Linked DNA regions of Mus musculus: all the other regions are linked to region 6. Evidence: chromatin contacts called from public promoter capture Hi-C data. All regions are on one chromosome and are shown on one strand. Each heading gives the region's core, a stretch centred on a gene start, on an enhancer-like site or on the middle of the called end of the contact. The rest is flanking DNA. Distances are from core to core; before and after follow the strand shown.

Region 1 (2,700 bases), core at 9-2,508, 1.4 Mb after region 6:
TGAAATGCCAGATCCAACATCTCTGGTCTCTGAGGGTAGCCACATTCCTGTGCCATACATTCCCCACTTCACCAACACCCCCAGATATAATTTTAAAATCTAAAACTTTTTTTTTAATTAAAGAGAAAAGGCCAGGCATGATGGTGCATGTTTTTAATCCCAGCACTAGGAGAGTCAGAGGCAGGTGGATCTCTAAGTTCAAGACCAGCCTAGTTTACATAGCTAAGGAGTTCCAGGACAGCTTGGACTACATAAAGACCCTGTCTCAAATAAAACATCACTTGTATCTAGTTAATGACCGTTATGGACGGCCAGCCGGCTTGGCTCTTTCTTATTTTCATGAGATGTACTGGAATGGACAAAATCCTGAACACCACCGTCACCACCCCAACTCCTCACCCTCACCCCCACTGCAGCCATGCGAGCTGAGAACCTACTCTCTGTGCATTGCTCCTGAGGACATGCCCTTCCCCGCTACCCCCGAAAGGAGTCCAGCAAGAGTTCAGGATAATTATTTTTCCGTTAACCTGGTAGAGAAGAGGCTTATAGAGATTAATTTTGTAAGAATAATGTTCCTTCACACCCTATTCTGAAGCCTGAGATTCGGCTCACTGCAGATGGGGTTTTCCAGGCACTGTTCTTTGCTGTTTTCTGCCAGACATATGGCATTTTAAGTCACTGATGATAGTATGAGGGTGCTACAAGAACAAATTCAGAAAATTAGCAGAGGACCAAGAAACTACATACTCTGACATCATTGTAACATCTGAGAAGTTTTGCAAGAAACAAAATAAGATAACGATGAACTGATTCCTAAAACTCAGAGAGAACACTCTAGAGAAGCCTATAGAGAACACTATAGAGAAGCCTACCATCTCATTATCTGTAAAGAGAACGAAAGCATTTTTTTTTTTTAACTTGCCATTGTGTTTTTAGAAAGAGGGGACTGAGCTGCAGTGAACAACAACAAAAGGAAAAAAGCAAAAACCAAAACAATGCAAAACAAAAACCCTCACAGTACATTCTGGTCCGCTACCCAGACCAATCTGGCTAATAGAGGCCAGACCTGCCCGGGCAAGCCTTGGCACTGAACACTCAGTTCCGCAGCTTAAGGAAGGACAGTTCGGAAATGCTCCAATGAGAGAGGCTGCGAGAGTCGGGCGTGGCTCGAAAGGGGAGGAGAATTGAAGTCTGGACAACGGGAAGTGTGCGCTGATTGGCCGAGCTTCCTCAGAGACCATCCATCAAAAGAACCACACCAATCAGCGACGTAGATGCGTCCCAGCTAGAGAGCCAGGTCTCCAGCTTGTTCCCCCACTGCCCGGCGCAGTCCTTCGCTGCGCGCTGACCCCGAGGAAGGCAGTACTTGGTCAGGGCGCTGAGGGACCCTCCACCGGGACGCCGGCCCCTCCCCGGGCCTCTGCTCACTTGACCCCCACTCCCTAGTCCGTCCCCTTAGTAGGCCTGTCGGATCGGGGACGTGGGGCGAGCTGAGAGCAGGCCCGGGGTGGGTGGTCACCGTGGTGAAGACGTGGCTGTCAAGGTGAGAGGGGACTATGGGGTGGATCTCAGAACCCTGCACTCCGGAACGCAAGCCCGGGCTAGTCTGCGCCTAGAGAGAGGCGCAGCGGGAGCGGTATTCCTATGTCATGCCTCCCAGTCCCAACCTGCACCCCTGAACTGAGTTAGTGGTTCCTCACCAAGACGACCTTCCTGTCACATCTTTAAACTGCCCAGGGAAGAATCGTCCTCTGTATCCAGGGCTTAGGTTGTGCCCAGGACTCAGAGGAAGTGTAATGCATACTTCCACCAATGCAACTCCCCAGCTTCACCTAACTTTTTCTTTTGGTTTTTAAATGGCGTTAGACTATTCGGAGCACTGAGTGCTAAGCACCGTGCCACACTGAGTCATATCGTGTGTTATTCACAGCCACTCCAAGAAACAGATGTTGTCACCCTCATTTCACAGGTGTAAAAATAAGCTCATTACCTGGAAATAAATGGGCACCTGTGTGCTAAGCGGTTTGTGTGACTCCTTTTAAGCTACCCAATCTATGAGCTATGAGATTGTAGGTAATAATCGTATTTCTACTTCATAGGTAAGGAACTAAGGTTCACGTTGTTAACATATATGGCAGAGTATGTACTATCATTTGACTTTTAGTTTGGGTGTATCATGTGGGGCAGTATCTATTTGTGGCATGTACTGACAATGAAGAAGTCTTTGCTTAAGTAGAGAAAAAAAATTTTTAAGCCATAGTTTATGTCCTATACAAACTCACAATTTAGGAATGTGACCTACTGGGAGAAGGTAAAAATACTTACAGACCTTGGCTTTGCAGTGTCTTCGTCTTAGACGTAATGGAAATGGGGTGGGGGGTGGAGGGGGCATGCACTATAAAGCACTTTTTGCCACAATGCAGAGATAGCCAGGCAGGGTTCTTATGCTCTTTTCTGGGTTTGTTCTATTTATAGATGATAGAAGTACTGACAACTGACTCTCAGAAACTGCTACACCAGCTGAACACCCTGTTGGAACAGGAGTCTAGATGTCAGCCAAAGGTCTGCGGCTTGAAACTAATTGAGTCGGCCCATGATAATGGCCTCAGAATGACTGCAAGATTACGGGACTTTGAAGTAAAAGATCTACTTAGTCTAACTCAGTTCTTTGGCTTTGACACGGAGACATTTTCCCTAGCT
Region 2 (2,700 bases), core at 46-2,545, 1.1 Mb after region 6:
GTTATTTTGCTAATTTAATGTTCAGCATCTGGTCTACCTGCTGCTCTGCATGAGCCTTGGTAATCTGACACTGATCGTGGAACACTAATAGAAGAATAATGAGTCGACTTCAGATTGAAATTCCTTGCTGGCGAACTAGCAGCATTCAAGCTTATTAAAACCAGTCAACAATAACTAACCAAACTTTTGCTTTTGAACTATTTTAACAGATGGCTGTTATAGATTCATAAGCTCACAGACAGTGCTCATTTGCATTTTCTTGTCTTCATAGTAAATAATTGCCAAGGTTTGGGTCTTCACTTTCATTCCCTTTGTGATAACTCTCCAGATTGAAATTTCAGCCTAGATGTTTTCTACTTTCTGGAAGCAAGATCAGAAACAGTAATAATTAAATGTGTACTAGAGGCATATGCAGTTTCTAACACAGACCTTGGAGAAACAAGTTACCTTAGGAAGACTCTCCACTTCTTAACTGTAAAATACGAGATATTTTTTGTTTGCCAGAGTAAGCATCTGCTTATATAAGACATTTAAAAAAATCTGTGGCAAAGGTGTAACAGTTTTAATATCAGCAGAGCCTTTGTATCGCTGCAAGTAGATAACAATTATAACAAAAGCATACTTCTGAGTTAAGTACATTATATGACCAAGTTTGTTAATGTCTCGGCATAAGACAAATGCCACTCTAAATCTGGGAAGCTTTGCTGAGTGTTGTAATCTATTGTGCTACAATTCATCCACATAGAACTGACTCCAATTACTAGATATTTTCCTCTCCTTTTGTCTAGCATAATCTACTTCCAAAAATTCTTGAAATACTTTTTCTCTCAACAGTGCCTCCTTTAAGAGTAATAACTGCTGTATGAAAGATGGTGTCTTCATAGTTAATAAGAAACATAAAAAACCCTTATTATAGCCACATAGTTAATTTCTTATGATTTTCATTTTTTTCCAAAAATAAAAAAAATTTAAGTCTCAAATCTAAGACTAGTCCTTACCATTTGAAGAAATAACCAAACTAGATAACATATAAGCTAGCTTCATAATATAACAGATACTCAGTAATACTGTAACCAAAGCTCCCCAATAAAGTTCTCAAGAGAATCATAGATCCTGTGCTTATTAGGTTCGAAGCAAGAGAAAAATTACACTGTTGGGATCAACTATTTACATGAACTGACCCAATACTGATTTTAACGATGTGGCTTTTTTCTAGCCTGTGTTGACCTATTCTGCTCTGACTCCTAGCTTAGTCATCTGACCTATTCAGTCAGTGAAGAATCAGTCAGTGTGTTCGAGGAGAACACAAACTTGAGATACATGGTGAGTTTTGCTTAATGCCTTGCACAACTGAGCTGGGTTACTCCCAGACCCTTGTCCCAAATAAGGATGACTAAGCCACTCTGGAAACAAATTTTGATCAGTTCTGGATAAAGTTAAAGTCTTCAAGCTAAATCCATCCTAATTAAACTGTTATTTGCAAAATTGCAAACACATGTCCTAACAATTCTAGCTAACTACAGCCTGCATTGACATACTACAGCCTGCATTGACATGACCACTGTATCAGTCCATAGACATACTTAAAAAAATTGTCTATCTTTTAAATACTTTTTCATTTTATAGTTATTATAGTTGGCAATTAAGTAACGAAGAGAAAGATCCAAACCTCAAGATATTCAATTTTACAAATAAAATATCCTTTAAAATTTAGAGTAAACTCAAAAACAAGAAGCAAACTTTTATTTCAGTTTACCAAAGGAAGACTTACTTAAGCATTTTCTTATTTGTGTATTTTACTGTTTGAGTTTCCAATAGTCATGACTTGATAGCAAAGAAAATCCATCAATCTTATTATTTCTTATATTGGAAGCCAAAGGTTACTCTAAAGGAATTGTTCACCTCTAATTGACTTTGCCAGATTTTCTCAAAGACAGCATATTAGATTAGTCTTCTCGTCACATGAAATAAATCAATAATGATTAATTTTTCAGTATTTTAATGATCTCTTTATGTGGAATGGTTGGGAATCACATTTTGAGACGGGGCAAGATGTGATCTGAGACAATGGGAAGATGACATCATTGGCTTCCTTTCATAATGTATCAAATCCTTGTTTCTCCTTTTTATCATTAATCAACTAAATTACAAATATATATAGTGGCAACTAAGGGCAACCTAGTATCCTGCCCTGGATGAACATCCAGTCTCTCTTAAGTAAGTCATAAATTTGAAAGGAGGTAGGAGATACAGGAGGAATTAAAAGGAGAAGCAGAAAAGGTAGAAATTATGCAGCTACAGTATTCACATATCAAATTCTCAAAAAGAGAATTTTACATTGAAAATATGTTGTCTTAGTCAGGGTTTCTATTTCTGCACAAACATCATGACCAAGAAGCAAGTTGGGGAGGAAAGGGTTTATTCGGCTTACACTTCCACGTTGCTGTTCATCATCAAAGGAAGTCAGGACTGGAACTCAAGCAGGTCAGAAAGCAGGAGCTGATGCAGAAGCCATGGAGGGATATTCTTCACTGGCTTGCTTCCCCTGGCTTGCTCAGCCTGCTCTCTTATAGAACACAAGACTGACAGCCCAGAGATGGTCCTACCCACAAGGGGCCTTTCCCCCTTGATCACTATTTGAGAAAATGCCTTACATCTCATGGAGGCATTTCCTCAACTGAAACTCCTTTTTCTCTGATA
Region 3 (2,700 bases), core at 167-2,666, 1.7 Mb after region 6:
AGCCCTGGGCTTTCATCTTTCCTTTCTTTGCTCCTCAGTGCCTGATAAACATTTGTCTGCTACCAAAATTTAAAAATCATGCCGGGGAGGGTACGTGTTGCTGAATGTAAAAGAGAACACTTTAGTTTGTTTTAGGATGGCTCTGCCTCCTATTTGCATAGTCTCTGATCTTTCAAGGTGATTCGAAGAGAAATACACAGTAGATAAATTTAGCGAGAACAAAGACTGAAGGTCTAAGAATGAAAAGAAAGGACTGTGTCAGACCATACTCTTCAGTGTCTGGATGAAGTCAGGACAACGGGGACCATGCCTATAGGTCAGGGGGTGTGGTGACATTGTACTTAGGACTGTTGAGGAGCACACCAGTAGGCTATCACAGACCAGAACATGGTGAGGAGACAGCATTTGAATACTTCCTGCGTTTCAAAAGTTATTTTCCAGCTACTAAGCTTAAAAATGCCTTTCCTTCGGGTTCTATATCCATTGTTTGGTTAACATAGGATTCAAATGTGTGTTGTCCCATCTGAGGAACAGATCTTAACCATGGTTACATATTCACCAGTGTCTCAGGCAATCTGTGTGTGTTCACTTACAACTTGCAGGTCTTCTCACTATTTTTGAGCCTCGTGACCATCAATAGTATACAGGAGAGATGGCTACTACCATTCCGATGGCCTTACAAATAATGATAGAGAGCGAGGAATGTGTCTTTACTCTTAGTCTTGTTATTTAGCTGGGCTTATGCTAGATGTGATTTGTGTGGTTTGCTCCAGTCCTCCTACTTCACTTGAAGTAAATATACTACTTTGGTGGCCTACAGTCCTTGATCAAGAAGGTATAATGATAGGTATTTTGTTATTTGACTTATACATTCTATCTGTGGCTCCTGGAATAAAAGAATAATAGAGACAATTAGTTCTGCTAAATGCATCTCGGAGCCATGTGTTAGCTTATCTATGGATTTTCTCCTTAGATGTTTAAATATTCCCCCTGCAATTTAGGTTTCATCAAACAAAGAAGATCTGATTTAAGATAATTCTCTCGGTAAGAAAGCAATTGCTACTGCAATCTGCCGTTCACCCAGATCCATTGATCCCAGGATAAACATTCATTTATCAGAGAATTCAAAATAAAACACAACACATGCTGTCATTTATAGCAAATTGATGTAGTAGGGCTCTATCTTTTTCCTAGAGGTTCCTCTCATTAAGCCCTGTCTCAACTACTTTGGTGAACATTACTGTAAAATATTAGTTTTGTATAATTTTTATGATTATTTTTAATTCAGACCATGAACCAGTTAACACGTTGGGAAAAGAAAATCAGCCTATTGCCTAGATTTCATTGTCATGTTTATTTAAAGATTATCTTTCAAAGCATTAACTGGGGCATTTAAAAATTGTCCCTTCTGTAAGCTGTTTCTCTCTTCAGAGTCATTCACCCTGAATTGTGTTAGCGTGTACTTGGGAAAGAATTCAAGCATCTAGTTGGTGACTTTGGCCTTCTGTGGTGACCTTCTGGTTGCGAGCGTATAATCATCTTCTGGAAGCTATAGTCCAGGTATGACGGGTTGTGGCCATGAAGGGATGCTTTCATTCAAATTGTTATTGGACTTTGCAATCTGCACATAGGCAGAAAGATGACCATGAGATGATAATTAAGTGCTTTCTTTATTATTTCAGAGGGAAAAAAATCATTATAATTCTGGTGGTTGCAAGGTCTCTGAATTGGAGATTCTTTCATTTTTAAAACGTAGATTGTTTTCTTCTTGAATAACGAGTGTCTTGTAGGACAAGAGGCTCTTGACTGAAGGTTGGCATTAAACTGCTTGCTACCTAACAGCAGTATAAGCAGATTGTACAATGGAGACCACTGTTTAATCACTGAAGTTCAAAACCAAGGTTTTTCTCTCTGTGAGGGTGTTTGGAGCCTCTAAAAATTGCAACAGATGGGTATCTCAAATTTAAATTCTTTTGATAATGATTAAGGACTTTTTTTTTTTTTGCTGAAAAATGATGAAAATAAAACTTTCTCTGAGAGCTTTTGAAGATCATAGGAGAAGATCTGTCAGGAAATTATAAATTTTTTGTGAGATTCATTTTCAAGCAAGTATTTCTTCTTTTTCTGTCCTGTAGGATCTGACTTTTCTGCATGTTCGCAAAAATCCTGACTTGTGTTCACCTGACACTCAGAGAAAAACTACAGCTGTGGGTTAGAGTTCGTGCCTCATTTCTTATACTTGGATCAAACGTAGATCAAACATTGTTTTTGACTCTCCAGTGGGGGAAATATTTGATTCCAATAATGTTCTAATTGTCTTTCCCGATTTAGTGATTGTATGGAATATGAACACTTCAAATAAATAAAACTATCTAACAACTCTTGGACAGTGGTGGCAATCAGATATCTCTCTCTTTGTTTTCTCTGGAATGAGATTATATAGAGTTCTACGGACAATTACTATGCAGATATTTTGATGATTCCATCAAAACTTCTTGCTCCTTTTCAGGGCTATTAAATTTTATTTATCATTGATATGTGTGTGTGTATGTGTGTGTTTACAGTGTGTATGTGGGAGCATAGGTGATGCCACTGCATGGATGTGGAGGGGGGGGGGAAGACAACTTTTAGGGTTGGTTCTTTCCTTCCAACATGGATTCTATAGATAGAAATCAAGTCATGAGGTTTGCATGGCAAGAG
Region 4 (2,700 bases), core at 140-2,639, 1.3 Mb after region 6:
GTGTGTCTGTAGATGTGTGCCTATGAATAGAGATGCTCAAAGAGGTCAGAGCCATCAGATGCCCTGGAACCAGAGTCACAGGCAGTTGTGAGCCACCTGACAAGGAGACAGAGAGTGGAATTTGGGTGCTTCCTAAACACAGTACACACTCTTAACTATTAAGATGTTCTGTCTATCCCCTCATTTGCTTTTCTTCTCAGATTTCTCAGTAGATTAACTGTCCCTCTAAACATTAGTGACCTTATATCAGCCACTATAGGAAATTCAGAGCATGTCAGTGATTTTTTTTTTCCTCTTGTGAACAAAATATCACATTCTTCAAAAAATCAAACTGGCCCTTAATTAATTATGTGCATTACTTTAAAAATCCAGAGCCTCTCTTCTTCACCTGGGGGGGGGGGGTGGGGGCTTCAAGTTGGTAGCACAGGCCCACTGATCTTCAACATTAAGTGCTGTGCAGTAGACAATGAGAGAGAAACCATTATCTGAGAACTTAAAATATTTTCTTTACCTTCCTATCTAATAAAATGATTCCTACAGAAGTTCTTTTATAGCTACCAGAGGTGCTATATGTATATATAGTATATATATATATTAGAGTATGTATGCATGCATGATAGATGTACAGTTGTATCCAGAAATCAAGATTTGATAATATATAATATATCTAATATATATTAGATACTCATCCAGAAAATACTAACTGCATTCCCCAGCCCCCAAAAGTTCTTTATGCTCTAATGTAAAAGGATTTGCATCTGTAGAAATAAAAATTGATTCGCTGAGTAATGCTGTGTACCAGATACTGCAATAAACACTTTAAGCATCACTATCCACTTGCCCTCCTGACAGTTTGTGTTAAAGGTTCTATTGCCAACTTCATTTCACAAATGAGAGAAGTAAGGATTAACTACCCAAGGTCACATAACGACCAAATCACAGAGATGAGACTTGAATTCATCATCCACTGACTTCAAATACTGGGCCACAAGTTTCCCCCAAAATGATCAGGTTCTGGTGAACTGAAAGAAGCACCCACCAGGCAGAGATCCAAGAGATAAAAATGTTCTTCCTTCAGCTGTGACACAACGGAACTGGGTAGTTTTGACCACGATATTTCCCTTCTTTGGATTTCCACTTCCTCTTCTATAAAGAGTGGTAATTGGACTACTAGATGAATAATAAAATTGCTTCCAACACTAATACATGACAGATTTAAGAGCGGCCACTTTGCACTAAAAAAAAGAAAAAAAAAAAGAGGAATCTATAGACAATGGGAGCCATCTGGATGTGGAAATGATGAATGGCAAAAGCTGTTGGAGGGGATAGTCTCAAATGAACATCCCTTGCCAGGGACCCACACACCACACTGCCTCTCCTGCAAATTGCCTGCAGCTGCACAGATCTAGAGGCCACTTAGAGTGCAGAACCCTTAACAAACTGTTCGAGGCATTTGGTCTCGGGTTTCCCTGGAAGATTATCTAGGTCTATCACATTAGATGTCTTGTAATTTTGCCAGCTTTGTTATGAGATGTAGAACGTGTTGTTTTGTTTGTCTGAACTCAATTATCACTTCACTCCAGCTAAGATGGGGAAATGTCTTTGCAGATTCTTTCTTGACTCCTTGATTGGGGAAGATTTTTCACATCAATCAAAATGTGAAAATCACCTAAAGACACCTGTAATGATCTAACTAGAGAAGGAAAATTGCACTAGTCTCACAACTTATATGCTTGTTCTCGCTTTTATAGCACTGTGCCTCCCATACTCTAGATCCCAGAGCATGATGTTCGTGTAAGCTTACAGCAGATCGTTAGGATCTTGTCTTGTAGTCTCCTGACTGCTATGTACTCTGACTCAGAAATCCTATCAAAGTCTTCGCACTCATTGAGGCCGCCTGTTCTTTTCTCTTTACCTCAGGTAAACCCAAGTATCTCCTAAATGATGATTCCCTGCAAAGTGATGCTGATGAACTTGAAAGGGATTTTTATCTCCACAGAAAGACCACAGAAAAACCTAATACAGACCTAATCTAATATACCTACCCTTTACCTACCCTTGCTCTTAAAAACTTGTAGACTATTTTACTACTGGAATTGTTCAAGGTTGTATTTTTTACCTAGACATCCTGGTTCCTTCCATGTTTGGCCACCTCACTGGATCCTTCATTTCTTTTTTTTTTTAAGATTTATTTATTATTATACATAAGTACACTGTAGATGTCTTCATGCGCACCAGAAGAGGGCATCAGATCTCATTACAGGTGGTTATAAGCCACCATGTGGTTATGGGATTTGAACTCAGGACCTTAGGAAGAACAGTCAGTGCTCTTACCCACTGAGCTATCTCACCAGCCCAAGGAGTCTTCATTTCTTGAGACAACTAAAAAGCTATATACCACTAATGTCCTTAATTTTTAAAAGAAAAAAAAATGGTTGTTACTTTTACTCTCTCCTTCCAGTCATGATCAGATTCAATTGCTCATTCTCAAAGAAACTGGTGTGCTAACAGAGAAAGCTGCTTGTAGTTGCACTGGTTTCTGCCCAATATTGGCACAACTATGTGACTTGAGTTGAAGTGGAGGTCCAAACTGCCTTTTGCCTCTACAGAATTTTGTTCATGAAGAAAACTATTCTGATAGTGACTCTGTGCATAGGTCAAGAAGCCTTTCTGCTAAACATGCCACTTCTCTTCTTTCTC
Region 5 (2,700 bases), core at 118-2,617, 1.3 Mb before region 6:
TTCCGTGAACACCTCTCCTGTTCTCGACTTCTCTGCAGGCTCATCTATTTGCACACGTTTATTTAGAGGCTGATTCCTTACAGAGCAGCAAGAGCCTCACTCACCACTCTAAACAATACCAGTTGCCAAGATTCAGGAGGAACAGTATCCCACTACTGGGGTTCCATACTATCTCTCTGCCCTAGACTTTTCATTTGATCTTCAAATCTACACAACCAACTGTGTACATGACATCCACACCCAGAACACTAAGTATTTATCCACAGCATTCCTTAAACTCCATGACTTTCCTGTGAAATTGTGTCTGCCTCCATCTCCCGAGTTCTGGCTTTATAGGCATATGCCACCATAGAGGTCTGTGTATGGGGCAGGTGAGACGGTTCACCTACTGCTCCTGTAGACAACCCTAACTCAGTTCTCAGCATCTATGTCAGGTGGCTCACAACTGTCCCTAACTCCAGCTACAGGGATTCCAAGAAGACTACACACGTTCTTACAAGGGCAAACCCACCTACCTACTTATACACATAATTAAAATAAAATAGACTTAAAAATAAAAACAGAAGTGTTAGAAATCCGTGGTAGTATATACTAGAAGCACAGATTTAATCATCTTCATTTTAACAGTTACCATTTCTTTAATTTACCATGCAGACCGTCACCAAATCTTTACAACCACCCTATTTTATGGTGAGGAAACAAGTTTGGGGCGGGGGGGGGGGGGTTAACACCTTCAGATAACAAGACATTAGTGAGAGACGACAGATCGCAAACCCAAGCCTGACTTTAGTTGGTCTTTCAACCCCTGTTACAAACCACAGACACTGGAGTGCAGGCCTGTCACATTCAAGATTAAGAGGGACTGAAGTGTTTTGTCATTAGGTTCCACTGCTCTGCAGAGGGTCCGGCTCTCTCCGAGTTAGAACTTTAACAGCTCCCACTCACTGATGCAATACGGACATTCTAATTTGACCCTCACAAAATAAGATCATCTCCACCTAACGGAAAAAACTGAACCTCAAAGGAACTCTTTTGGGGACAGAGGGCTCAGCTTCGGTACGGGCTGCTCAGGATGTCCGGCTTACAGTGACCAGGGCTTTTCCTTGAGGAGTCAGCCTCGGTCCGGCTGAACGCGAGGGCGGCGCCTGCGTCCTGGGCCACAGTCTCCACCCGGGTCCGCCGTTCCACGACGGCTCATCACCGCGAGGACTCACTGCAGGGGATACCCGCTCCCCGAGGTCCCCAGTTCGTCTGCTCAATCTCAGAACCCCAACTTACCCAGTCGCGCCGCAGACCACTCAAAACCATCCGCCAGAAACGAAGCGACTCGGCAATGTTTACTTCCGGGTTCCCTGCCTTCTTCCGGCTGCGCAGAGATAACTTCCGGGAGATCGGCACATGCGCATTTGCAAGCGCTTGGCTCTTTTTTTTTTTTTTTTTTTTTTTTTTTTTTTTTTTTGACCCAGAAAGGCGAAGTGATGGCAGTGCAGCTTTCTTTCTGGAACAGCACAGAATCTTTTTTTTTTTTTTTTTTTTTTTTTTTTTTAAAGATTTATTTATGTATATGGATAATCTATAGCTGTACAGATGGTTGTGAGCCTTCATGTGGTTGTCGGGAATTGAATTTTTTTAGGACCCCTGCTCGCTCCGGTCAACCCCGCTCGCCCAGTCAGTCTCTGCTTGCTCCCACCCAAAGATATATAAGTACACTGTAGCTCTCTTCAGACACACCAGAAGAGGGCATCAGATTCCACTACAGATGGTTGTGAGCCACCATGTGGTTGCTGGGTTTTGAACTCAGGACCTTCAGAAGAACAGTCAGTGAGTGCTCTTACCTGTTGAGCCATCTTGCCAGCCTACAGCACAGAATCTTAGCAAAAATGATTATTGAAAATGCTGCAAAGGTCGGCGTAATGGCACACACCTTTAATCCTAGCAGAGATAGGCATATCTTTGAGGTCCTGGCCAGTGACATAGGAAGACCCTTTTTCAAACAAACAAACAAACAAACATCCCCATAAAAAACAAACTCCTGGAAAATAGGCGACTTTGGTGAATTTATTTTTCTTAAAAAAAAAAAAAAAAAAAGCCTTATGCCAGGCAGTGGTGTCACATGCCTTTAATCCTAGCACTTGGGAGGCAGAGGCAGGCAGATTTCTGAGTTCGAGGCCAGCCTGGTCTACAGAGTGAGTTCCAGGACAGCCAGGGCTACACAGAGAAACCCTGTCTCAGGAAAAAAAAAAAAAAAGCCTTATGTTTTTTGTGTGTGAGTTTGCACATCATTGGCGTTAGATCATCTGTGACTGGAAATGCAGATATATGTCTGTGAACCAGAATGAGTACCAAACCGGGGGCTTCTGCAAGAATGACCTGTATTGACTACTGAGCCATTGCTTGGCCATTTTTCTTTATGCTGTCTTGTGGTTATTTATACTTCCCCTACGTGAAGTGCTCTTCAGATATACAGGACTATAGCTAACGTCCCCACCACCTCAGTCAAACAGCCCAAAGTAGTAGACTTTTTAAAAAAGGAACTTGAAGTGGGTTAAGAATGTAAAAATAATTTTGATTTTTCAAGGCAGCTAAAGGCAGAGCAGAGTCCTGCGGACTCAGAGCGCAAGGCTTGAGAGAGGGACCAAGAAGGCAGGGATTATCTTTGGATGAACGCTTTCTGTAAAGCTAAATTAGGAGAGACTTGTA
Region 6 (2,700 bases), core at 181-2,680:
TTTAAAAAAAATGTTATATTTTATGACTATTGGTTTTTTGGTTTTTTGTTTTGTTTTGTTTTTTTATGGCATTGAAACTATGGAAAGTTAGCAGACTGGAGAGATGAGAAAGTGCTTTATAGTTGGTAACTTGGGGCTTCAGGACTTCAGTAAAGTTAGTCTTGCTTTACAAGCTGCCCAGTGAACAAGTAACTAATTGATAAATGGAGCTCTGCCACACAAGGGAATGGCAGTATTCGCTGGTATTTGAGAGTGCATCGACCCTTGTTGTGTGCTTTGCGGGCAATTATTACTGTTTAAAGAGAGATGCCTCGAGTCAGTCCTCAACCCCACCTTCCAAACGCTTATCTTGAAAATTCCTTGTCAGCAATTCACCCCCCAAAAGCCAGAGAACAAAGTCACATTATGAATGTGGTCCTTGACTGTGAAGGCCACGTCATTGCAACTGCATAGCTTAAGGTTTCATCTTATAAACTGATTTCCTTGCAGCATACGCCAAGAACAACTTGTAGAATGCTAAACACAGGAGTGTTTGGTGCTGGCTAATTAGTCCCCCCCCCCCCCCCCTTTAATGTTTTGGACAACACTCAGCCTCTATTTTAAATTTCTCCTCGGCCAGAAGTCCACTAGAAGAAAATGGTCAGCGGGTTTACCCAAATTCAGACTTCATCTACCAGAAATATGAATGGCATAAGGATGCCTCATATTTTTCAGCACCTCCTCCCCATGTGGTTTTAAAGTGCTGAAAAGCAGCTCTTGGAGGTGCTGGCCATTGTCTACTAGCACCCTGAGGAAGACAGCACCCATGACCTGAGCTAGAAGCCATTCACAAAAACCCAGCAAGGAACCACAGTCATTGCTCAGTCCCTGAAAATCCCTCAGGAACATGTCGAACACACACACACACACACACACACACACACAAACACACACACAAACACACACACACATCCTGCATGTATAGTTATCTGTGGGTGAAGAACTCTCAGGGAAGGTAAGAAAAGAGGACAGAGAAGAAAAAACAAAGTAGAAGCTTTCCCCCCACTGACTTCTAAAAATTCCCCCCCCCCCATTTTTCTGAACCGAAAACGATGGAGTTCAAGGCAAAGGCATGTTTCCGGAAATGGAGATGTGCCTCTCAAACCCAGAAATGATTTATGCGAAGTTAAATATTCCGTGTTCGAAAACCTTGCAAAATTCAGAGTTAAGGGAGTCTGTGCTTTTTCAGGACAACGCACGCAAAGGTTAAAAACCCGTTTGCGAAGCCTGTCTGGCTGTCCTCTATGCTGTAGATGAAAGGCGGGATGCAAAGCACTCGGAATCTGACAAAGTATGAAGGACTCTAAGCCCAGGGGCCGTTCCCTAGCAAACAGGGTTCTTCCTACTGTCCCTCACTCGTCCTGGTTCTGCAACAAGCAGGGATTTAGCCATATGTGTGGGAGTGTGCGAGGGAGAGCAAGTCGAGGACAGAGCGCTCTCCACACGTGTAAGCCTACATCTCCCTGCTTCCTAGCTTGCGTTCATTCATATGAATGCAGTGGTTAAATATTTGATCAGAGGTAGCAGAGTTACAAGGATCGGTTGTGCTTTAATGAGCACACCTTAGAAGAGTATGCTCATAAATATCAAGAGAGAAAAGATCCTAAGAGTGGCCCCCATCTCTAACCCTTTCTACCCTTCCCTTCCCCCATTTTTCAGTCCCCCTTCCCCCCCAAAATAGAGGAATGCTTGCAGCAGATTGAAGAAGGATTTGAGCCGGCAGCTACAGAGATGGGGATTAGGGCCAGAGTGCAAGTTAAATTGCGCTGCATATAAAAAATGGGCGGATTGGTGTCCAGATCCAGTGGCTGGTACCACCTTCCTTTCTAAAATAAAATCTCTCTGGCATGAAGTCACCGCCTATTTCACATCCGGTTTGCGCTGGGACGTATTACTACTGTCTTGGTACAGAGAAATCTTTTGTTGTATAGCTGCAGATTGGATATTGGGAAGCAAATTTGGGTATGAAATCTCCAGTGCAGGAGCACGCAGAGTCCATGATGCCTCAGACCGTGTGAGTGAGCGCGGCGCGAGGACGCCCTCCGCCCGGCGCGCCCGCGCTCGCAGACTCGCGCAGCTCCGACTCACCGCGATCCTCTCTCCCACACTTTTCTCCCGGGTCTGGAGCGATCCGGTGCCCAGAGGGGGCCCCGAGGTAAGTGAGACTTCGGACCACGATCGCCCAGTGCTTGCAACCTGCCTTTGTCCTAGCTGGAGAGGCAGAGATGTTCTAGCAGGGAAGCGAGCAGGAGCAGGACAGGAGCTGAAGCTGGGAGCAGGTAGAAACAAGGAATGTTTTCTTCTTTCAGGGTGAAAACTGCAGCCTTATAGGAGTAGATTTTTCTCTCTCGCTCTCTCTCTCTCTTCCTGCTCTCCTCTTTAAGGAAGATTAGAATGTACCCTGAGGGGTGGGTGGTGACATGTTGTTTTGATCTCTCTTTCTTCTTCTTTTTTTTCCTTTCTCTCTTTTTTCTTTTCTTTTCCTCTTCTTTTTTTCTGTCCAAGGGGAGCTGCGGTGAGTTGGGGAGTGGCTCTGGGGGTTGCCATCAGCTAAAGTTAAGAGGTTAGGACCAAAAACCTGTCACCCTGCTCCATTCTAGGGAAGACTGGCTCACCCTGCTTGAACACGTCTCTTCTCCCCTTTCCAGCCACCACAGCTGA
Region 7 (2,700 bases), core at 90-2,589, 1.4 Mb after region 6:
AACAGGCTATGCATCTAATCTAGGTGTAAAGTATAGCCTGATTGTTATGTGAGTCTTAATAAATTCTTAACCAAAAACGGGGAAATGTGACCAGATTAAAAATTTGGTGAAATTAGGTAACTTCACACACCTTTTCACTACGATGAAGATCAACATGCAAGAAACTTGTTATTTAGAAAACCAATCTGACATCTTGGAATCCTCATCCCATTACCCTAGCCTTGCTTGTAAGTGCCTGTATTAGCCTACACGTCATGAACAGAGTTCAGAATCCTTTTGTCTAGTCTCTGGGACTCCCATCGGTGCCCAGAAGACGCATATTCGTTCTTTTGACCTACTTAGCCTTCTGTCAGCAGGAACTCCGGAGGAAATAAAAGCACCCCAAACCTATTTTAGAAATAAAGTGGAGAACAAAATCTTTGAGTTCTACCCGCGCAAAATCTGCTCTGTGGGTGCAGTGCTCCGTGGAGACCCCTCGCCAGAACAATTTACCACTTCTTTCTACCAGCCAGGAACTAACCTTGCCACACCCAGCAGTCATCCCTCTGACACCGTGAATTTTAGGGCTCGGGGTGCGGGAAAGCCAGAAGAAGGAACTCGGGACAAGCCCTGGCTTGCTACCTTGAGGATCTCGCGGCCACCCACGGCCAGAGCCACGTGCCGACTCTGCAGGCCGCACTGGATGTCCTGCGCGCGAGTGCCGGGGGGCACCTGGACTTCAATGAACACCTCCTCCAGGGTCTGGTACCACTGTCCCCACGGAGTCCCGCAAGGAACCACCCCGCTGCGCTCCTCAAACGGGGCGGACATTCTGAAGACGCCACGCAGGCACACGGCTCCGGGAGAGCACTACACCGGCGGGACTAGGCTCTGGGCTTGCCCTCGGCGCCTTGGGGTCACTGCACATGCGCAAGAGTCCAAACTGGCGTGTCCGAGTGTGCAAAATTCTCCCTTTCAGAGCCCATTTAAGACACTCGTGAGCCCTGGTGAAATCGACCGAAGCCTAGAGATGTTGACATCCAAAGAACACTGACGCCGGAACAAAGGAGAAAAGTGCCTGCGATCTTTAAACCTGTGTGACGCCAAAATTCCGACGCGTCCACCGGCCTGTGAAGTGCGCTTGCGCGAACTGGGCTACCCAGTAAAACTGAGTAAAACCAGAAGTGATTGGATAGAGCTGTTTGCGGCGACGATCAGGAGCAGCCTCTTATTGGCTACTAGCTTAAACTTACAAACCTTCCGATTGGGCGGCGGTAGGAATCTAGTGCGCATGCTCTTTGGACCATGCAGGATTGGCCAGATAGGTTTAGGTTTTCTGATTGGCTGAGGGGGAAAGTTGAGGTAAATTTGAATTCAGGCGAGCTGACAGTTTGCTGGGGCGTTTGATTGCTGTCTCATCTGGACCCAGGCGTCAGAATGTCCTTTCCTAAGGCGCCCCTGAAGAGATTCAATGACCCTTCGGGTACGTACGGGTGGGGGAACAGGGTGGGAAGGGGATGTGCCCTCGTTTCCCAGTCATTCGAAAGCCAGGTTAGGGCTGGGGCGGTGTTTGTTTTTCTCCAAATTCACGCAGTAAACACCTGGTTAGCGCAGTGTGGGATGGTAGAGACGCGGCCCTACGTGAAATGAGGTCATCCCTGCACACAGCGAGTCTTCAAGCGTGAGATTCCAAAATATGCCATCAACACCATGGAGAAACCACAGCTGGTTGAAGGGGATTAGGAGTTGGCAGGCGCTACTTTTCTTTTTAAAAAGAAGTTACTCTCTTTAGAATTTTCTGCATTGACATTGCATTCAGATATAAAAGCATAAAGACTGAGAAATCTGTTCAGTAAAGACAGCTGCCCACGGATTCTTTTCCACTCGTGAAACAGTTCTTTGGAATTTCTTTTTTAATATTTTATTTTTTTAAGGTTGATTTATTAACATGAGTATACTGTAGCTGTCCTCACACACCAGAAGAGGGCCTCAGATCCCATAACAGATGGTTGTGAGCCACCATGTGGTTGCTGGGATTTGAACTCATGACCTTTGAAAGAGCAGTCAGTGCTCTTACCCACTGAGCCATCTCATGAAACAATTCTTAAGTAATGTTCAGCATTTTAACAATAGAATAGTGGAACTTGGTGTGTAGATGACAGAGTAAATTGAGTGTAGATGGTGATAGCATTTAAACAGTTAGAATAAAGTAATTTTTAATGTTTTCACCTGTAAGAAATAGACACTTCCAGACCTAGTGGCCTGAGCTACATAGACTGTCAGTAACTCACACCTACAACAAATTAATAGCATGTTGGAAGTAAATGAAAAATGAGACTGAAATCCACTCAATTTTATGAAACTAAATTGGCAGAAATGGAGTGGGAACCCAGACTTCCAAGGATATATGCTATGCTCTTAAGGGCTGTGGTTTATGCACAAGTAACTAGAGCCTTGGGTGTGAGGTGATAGATGCTAACTGTGCAGCTGTACTGTCGTAAGGTCTATATGTTATTCCTTTGAACAGCTAGACGAGAAAAGTACCAAAGTTGTACTCTTTACAAATGAGAACATTGAGAGAGTTTCTGACTATATTATGCAGCCAGCAAGTAAGTGATGGAGCGGAAGATGAAAGGCCGGTTTATATCCTCTGTAGCATGTACTGGTTAGTAGTCTCTATCTGGTTTCTATCAACGTTCCTCCATTCACAAGGTCAAGTGA

Evidence for each region. Promoter capture Hi-C pulls out the DNA fragments that hold promoters and counts their contacts. Capture Hi-C pulls out chosen DNA fragments and counts their contacts.
Region 1: a contact with region 6 is called in a promoter capture Hi-C map of cranial neural crest. The contact joins the promoter of Ccng1 here to the promoter of Gabra1 in region 6. A contact is called at or near these places in 11 of 39 promoter capture datasets (the 3T3-L1 cell line, 3T3-L1-derived adipocytes, the C10 cell line and 5 more), 2 of 484 Hi-C or Micro-C datasets (cortical neurons and myocytes) and 4 of 115 datasets of contacts at active chromatin or transcription factors (astrocytes, embryonic midbrain, forebrain and 1 more).
Region 2: a contact with region 6 is called in a promoter capture Hi-C map of second pharyngeal arch cranial neural crest, with 3 times the contacts expected there. The contact joins the enhancer-like site here to the promoter of Gabra1 in region 6. A contact is called at or near these places in 6 of 39 promoter capture datasets (the 3T3-L1 cell line, the C10 cell line, hippocampal neurons and 2 more).
Region 3: a contact with region 6 is called in a promoter capture Hi-C map of pre-B cells, with 5 times the contacts expected there. The contact joins the promoter of 3110004A20Rik here to the promoter of Gabra1 in region 6. A contact is called at or near these places in 2 of 39 promoter capture datasets (hippocampal neurons and pre-B cells).
Region 4: a contact with region 6 is called in a promoter capture Hi-C map of second pharyngeal arch cranial neural crest, with 5 times the contacts expected there. The contact joins the enhancer-like site here to the promoter of Gabra1 in region 6. A contact is called at or near these places in 12 of 39 promoter capture datasets (the 3T3-L1 cell line, 3T3-L1-derived adipocytes, the C10 cell line and 7 more) and 1 of 9 other capture datasets (adipose tissue).
Region 5: a contact with region 6 is called in a promoter capture Hi-C map of pancreatic islet. The contact joins the promoter of Slu7 here to the promoter of Gabra1 in region 6. A contact is called at or near these places in 5 of 39 promoter capture datasets (the C10 cell line, the SN4741 cell line, cranial neural crest and 2 more), 1 of 484 Hi-C or Micro-C datasets (cortical neurons), 1 of 115 datasets of contacts at active chromatin or transcription factors (forebrain) and 1 of 9 other capture datasets (pancreatic islet).
Region 7: a promoter capture Hi-C map of cranial neural crest shows a contact between it and region 6. The contact joins the promoter of Hmmr here to the promoter of Gabra1 in region 6. A contact is called at or near these places in 2 of 39 promoter capture datasets (cranial neural crest and frontonasal cranial neural crest).

Annotation. Positions count from the first base shown.
Region 1 is chr11:40,753,844-40,756,543 of GRCm38.p6, reverse strand. It overlaps Ccng1 (cyclin G1), which reads left to right and starts at 1,258. Exons shown (of 6, transcript NM_009831.2): 1 at 1,258-1,543; 2 at 2,476-2,700. The coding sequence starts at 2,476.
Region 2 is chr11:41,056,591-41,059,290 of GRCm38.p6, reverse strand. No RefSeq gene overlaps it. Among named protein-coding and RNA genes, the nearest start is that of Ccng1, 300 kb to the right of the region's middle. Within about 2 kb of position 1,295, at least 6 of the 459 cell types and tissues checked have an H3K27ac peak or open chromatin away from gene starts, as enhancers often do. A contact at or near this core is called in second pharyngeal arch cranial neural crest, where this site is marked.
Region 3 is chr11:40,474,400-40,477,099 of GRCm38.p6, reverse strand. 3110004A20Rik (a long non-coding RNA gene) reads left to right here and starts at 1,416. Exons shown (of 2, transcript XR_001780126.1): 1 at 1,416-1,560; 2 at 2,136-2,382.
Region 4 is chr11:40,834,265-40,836,964 of GRCm38.p6, reverse strand. No RefSeq gene overlaps it. Among named protein-coding and RNA genes, the nearest start is that of Ccng1, 80 kb to the right of the region's middle. Within about 2 kb of position 1,389, at least 4 of the 459 cell types and tissues checked have an H3K27ac peak or open chromatin away from gene starts, as enhancers often do. A contact at or near this core is called in second pharyngeal arch cranial neural crest, where this site is marked.
Region 5 is chr11:43,432,398-43,435,097 of GRCm38.p6, reverse strand. Slu7 (SLU7 splicing factor homolog (S. cerevisiae)) reads right to left here and starts at 1,367. Exons shown (of 16, transcript NM_198936.1): 1 at 1,279-1,367.
Region 6 is chr11:42,181,660-42,184,359 of GRCm38.p6, reverse strand. Gabra1 (gamma-aminobutyric acid (GABA) A receptor, subunit alpha 1) reads left to right here and starts at 1,430. Exons shown (of 10, transcript NM_010250.5): 1 at 1,430-2,194.
Region 7 is chr11:40,732,076-40,734,775 of GRCm38.p6, reverse strand. It overlaps Hmmr (hyaluronan mediated motility receptor (RHAMM)), which reads left to right and starts at 1,339. Exons shown (of 18, transcript NM_013552.2): 1 at 1,339-1,462. The coding sequence starts at 1,417. Nudcd2 (NudC domain containing 2) reads right to left here and starts at 1,115. Exons shown (of 4, transcript NM_026023.5): 1 at 622-1,115. The coding sequence starts at 810.